2 separate regions of the Triticum aestivum genome follow, and region 2 is linked to region 1. The links are chromatin contacts, called in public Hi-C maps. All regions are on one chromosome and are shown on one strand. The core of a region is the stretch at or near the end of the contact, and the rest is flanking DNA. Distances in the headings are between cores, read along the strand shown.

Evidence for each region. Hi-C and Micro-C count contacts between places; a contact is called where the count stands out from the background.
Region 2: a contact with region 1 is called in a Hi-C map of leaf, with 4 times the contacts expected there. The contact joins the promoter of LOC123066669 here to the promoter of LOC123072515 in region 1. A contact is called at or near these places in 2 of 5 Hi-C or Micro-C datasets (both in leaf).

Annotation. Positions count from the first base shown.
Region 1 is chr3B:799,289,452-799,291,997 of IWGSC CS RefSeq v2.1, reverse strand. LOC123072515 (villin-2) reads left to right here and starts at 1,266. Exons shown (of 24, transcript XM_044496081.1): 1 at 1,266-1,551.
Region 2 is chr3B:799,445,369-799,447,914 of IWGSC CS RefSeq v2.1, reverse strand. LOC123066669 (cytochrome P450 94A1-like) reads right to left here and starts at 1,279. Exons shown (of 1, transcript XM_044489709.1): 1 at 1-1,279. The coding sequence starts at 1,106.

The sequences.
Region 1 (2,546 bases), core at 17-2,516:
CGATAGCTTCCTGTACCACATTGTCGCCATCTGGACCATGCCAACGGCAGAGGGCAGGCGAGAGATGCAAAATATGGGTTTGGATGACGGATGCAAACGAGTGGGTTCGACAACATACAATGGATTGGAACTAGGGGCTCATACATTAGGGCTAGGGGTAGGGTTTTGGGGGAGGCCGGCCGGCTTTAGATAGCCGGGACATGTAAAGCGGCGAAGTTCCAGGTAAGCATCAATGTCAACTTGAACTTTGGCGGGCTGTGGATATCACTGTGCGACAGATGGAATGATTCGAGCACGCTATGTTTTTCACTTTGGAGAAGAAGAGAAGGCGAGCACGCGGTCGAGTAAAGAATCGCCCAACGTCAGGGCCTGGGTATATATACGAGTATTCTTTTTTTTTCCTAGAGGCGAGGGAGTATAGTTTTTGTTGTTGTTGATTAGGAATGGAATGCACCTATATTATCTGGAGTAGTTTGGAGACTGACACCGACGCGACCGGGCAAAACAATGGCTCCAGCCGGCCAAACCGCACGACGCATTCGTAGCCATATGCTCCCTCCGTTCGGAATTACTCGTTGAAGAAATGGATATATCTAGATGTATTTTAGTTATAGATGCATCCATTTTTGTGACAAGTAATTCCGAACGGAGGGAGTAGTATATACATACACACACTTGTCTGCGCCATTTCAAACGCAAGAAAACAAACACAAACTTGTCGCCGTCCGTCAAATCAAAAGGAAAAGAACACGAAACGTGCAAGGAATCGTCAACCGGCCCGGTTGGAAGAAGGAGAAGAAAACGTATGCCACAGCAGCACAGATATATCCTCCTCCCTTCTCTCTCTCGAAGGAGAAAAAAACAAGACATATTCTTCTCCTGCCGGACAAGGCAGCCGAATATACTATTCGTCACCGGCCACTGCCAGTGTGTATGTATGTGTACGTACTGCTCTGACCTGCTCGTGATGCTGCGCGCGCCATGTGGCACTTATTGTATGCCGTGTGGTACACTTGTACCAGGCCAGGTCGGGGGGCGATGGGTGATGATGGCCGCCACTGGGCGGGCGGCCGGGCGTGGGTCCGACCGACCGACCGACCGGGGCGGGCTTGGCTCGGCTGGCTGGCTGGCTGGATCCATGGGCATGGGCGTGCCATGCTCACGCAGCAGCATCTGCATCCACGAGCGCGACCATTATTACCCCCGTGCGGTGGCACGAGCCCCCCTCCTATGCACCACCGCCCCGCCCAGCTCAGCCCAGCCAACCCGTCCTCCCTCCTTGCCTTTCCTTCCCTTCCCTTCCCTTCCTTCCCACACACGCGGTCGGACGCCCCCTTTCCCTCCTCACTCTCGCCTCGCCATCCCTCCCTCCCTCCCTCCCCACCGGCGTCGGACGAGCCCCTCCCGCTCCGGTTACCTGTCGCCGGCTTCCTCCCACCGCCGGATCAGCGCTCCCGCGTCGGCGGATCTACGCGGGCGGCGCGGCGCCGCTCCGCGCGGGGACGCTCCCTATTCGTCGGCGGGCCCACCGGTCTCCCCTCCGCAGCCTGGGTAAGCCGATTCCCGTGCCCTCGCCTCGCTCCATAGATCCTCCGCTTCTCCTCCCTTCCTCGCGCCCCCTCGCCGCCGGATTACGGCGCCAGGCGCCGAGAGCCCGCGGCTGGGCCCCGCGCCGGCCGGGATCGTCGGCAGGATCGGGGATCACGCGCTCGGATCCGCCGCGGCAATGGCCGCCCCCGCTAGATCGCGAGATCCGGGCCATTATTCCGTGATCCACGCGTTACATATGCACCTGTCCGGATTTGAATGCTCATTTATTTTGCTGTCGTGCGTTGGGCAACTGGCTGAATTTCAGACTGTCACTCTCCCTCCGCACACTTATAAACTTTTATTTATTTTGCTCACCACATCGGCCTCGCAGCTGCCGGCCATTGTATGCAAGTTACATTCCCCATGTTGCAATTGACAGCTCACAGTCGGAAAAAAGGAAGGCTACCACCACCTGGACTGGATACATGTTTGCCGGAATCGATTACTCGAGTTCAGGATGTCCATGGAAAATTACTTGGATCAACTGTTTGATCCTTCGTGTTTAACACTTGAAACTAGCACTTTAACACAGGTTATCATTGCTAGATAGCTCATCTCCTTCAACTACACGCCTACATTTGGTTGGGACCAACTTTTTGAACAAGATCAAATAGCCGTTCAAATGCATCGATCATTGCAGCAAAAGCCTTGGCCATGTGCTGGTTGCGTGACCACGGCGGACTCCTATGCGCGCAGGGGAAGTTGTGCTCCTCTGCTGACGTCGGAGCGGGGTGGGAAGAGGGGACTCCTGTGTCATGGGGTTAGGAGAGAGTGATACTTCTGAAAAAAAATGCTGATGCCAACATAAATCTGAATACAGCTATTTTTACAGCGTAAGCTTTTTTTTTAAATGAAAATTATGCAGTGATGGATATATGCTGCCCAAGAGAGTGACTGAGAGAGAGCACGTCAATGCTGATTCATAAGCATTGTCCATGGCTTGATGTATTCTACTC
Region 2 (2,546 bases), core at 30-2,529, 160 kb before region 1:
TGCGCCGTGCGCGTGACCTCCTCGTGCACGCGCCTCTCGCAGCGCGGGTTGGCGGCGAGGAGCCAGAAGAACCAGGTGAGGGCGGAGGACGTGCTGTCCTTCCCGGCCAGCACGAAGCTCACCACCACGTCCCGCAGGAACCGCCGCTTCGCATCCGGCGAGCCGAACAACTCGCCGAGCTCTCTGCCGGCAGCGGCGGTGGATTCTGCGTCCAGCGCCGACGCGAACCGCGACAGGAGGTGCTGCTCGTGCTCGCCGTCCTCGGCCGGGGACGACGGCTGCTCTGCCTCCAGCATCCCCATCACATACTCGTCGATGACCCCGATGGCCTCGCGCATCCGCCGCTCGCTCCCGACGTTGGCCAGCCTCATCGCCCTCCACAGCAGGGTCGTCGGGTGGAGTATCCGCGCGAAGGAGATCTCGACGGCGTCGTCGAACGCCGCGAAGAACGCCTCGTGCCTCCGGCTGCGGCGATCCCCTGCCTCGAGCTCGAGCAGAGTGGAGCTCTCGACGCCGAAGGCCACGCCGCAGATGTTGTCGAAGGAGAAGCGCCGGAGCACGTCCTGCAGGTCCAGGGCCACGCCGGAGCCCGCGGAGGCGTCGAGGAGCGGGAGGAGGCGGCAGTGGAGGTGCTCCCGGAGCACCCGCCCGGAGAAGCGGCGGAGCGAGCGGGACGAGAAGGAGTAGGAGGCGACCTTGCGCTGGAGGCTCCAGAGGCGGCCGTCGGCGAGGAAGATGCCGCGGCCGAGGAGGTCGGCGAAGGGGACCGCGAAGCGCGCGCCCTTGACGTAGTTGGGGAAGTTGGCGCGCAGGAGGTGGTCGACGGCCTCCGGTCTGGCGGTGGCGACGCCGCTGCCGAGGCCGAGCGGGCCGCGGACCTCGATGGTGGAGGCCGGGGACTCCGCGAGCTGGTCCGTGGCCCAGTCGAGGAAGCGGTGCAGGTTGCGGAGGAGCGGCACGGTGTTGCCGAGGACCCGGTTCGGGTGCGGACAGTGGTTCGCGCTCGCCGCGGCCGGTGGGACACGGCGCCGCCGGAGGTAGACGGCGAGGAGGACAGGGAGCAGCAGCAGCAGCAGCGCGATGCTCCCGTCGTCCATGACCTCCATGATTGACTGGCGTGGTGGTTGGTCGGCACGTACGTACAGTCCTAGTCTCGTGATAAACGCCGACTTTTCTTGTGGACGGTGATGGGTCGAGTTTGTGATCGCAACAGGGAAGACGAAGACCTGTGAGGCTGTGACCAACACGGTGGTCGTCGAAGCTGGCGGATTCTGCTCAGCGCGCGTCATCTGTCAGCGGTGGCCGACGGTTGAGCCGGAGCCGGGGAAGATACACGTGAGCTAGGAGGATGATCAATGGATGCTCTCGTTCGAATGGTTGTAGCATCGCGAAGATATCTATTACAGCTAGCATATGTACCAACAAGATATCTAAAGATGGTGTAAAAAAATGTCCAACGGTATTAAGGATGCACATAGCTAAAAAAAAAAGAAAAGAAAAAGATCCCCCCAGTGGTCAATCGCTAGCATCAGCAGCACTCTAACAACCATGGAAGACAACGGCGGATTACAAAAGAGGTTCTCCAAAGACAACGTGTTCAATAAGGAAATAATGCATAAACGTGGTCGTTGCCCGATCAAAGATCTTGAGTTTCACCTGGAGAAAGTCTGAGTTTCCAAAAACATTGCCTTCACCAAAACCATTCCCAGAGACAACAAATAAATGCTAGATCTTGGATTTTCACCCTGAAAATCGACACTCGGTACTCAAGGAGCACCACAAAAAATGCAATCCTCCAGTGCTGCTGCCCCCGCTTGCCGAGACTGCTGTTGAAAACCACCAAACATCTGGCACACAGTCACCATCGCATCCATGTATATGTAAGAAAAACATCAAATAATGAACTTTATATATCTGCACACATGCTTATGTCTCTTAACTACTCCCTCCATTCCACAATGTAGTGCCTATAGATTTTTATAAAAGTCAAACTTTGCCAACTTTGACTAAGTGTGTAGAGAAAACTGTCTACATCTACAATATCAAACATTTACATTCTGAAAATATAACTCACGATGTATCCAATGTTGTGCAATTGGTATTCTAGATGTACCTACTTTTCTCTATAGATATAGTCAAAGTTTGTAATGTTTGACTTTTTTAAAAATCTATAAGCACTATATTATGGAACGAAGGGAGTAGTATATAGAACAAATTGATTATTTAAAACTTCTAAATATCGTCTTCCAACTTTGAAACTCATGTAGATATTTAAGGATATTATGGATACATAAATGTTTCAACACACTAGGACATATTAAGGGCAATATTAATTTTCGGATTAATGTGGTACCGTCGGTTTCTTAAATCTATATTAAAATTCATTGCAACAATATATATATATATATATATATATATATATATATACATATTTTCGGACATCTACCGTGAATTGGAAAATAATGTAGTTTATGTTCAACATAAGAAATAAATTTTAAATAATACTTTTTTGCACACAGAATAATAAATATTAGAATGCATGACAA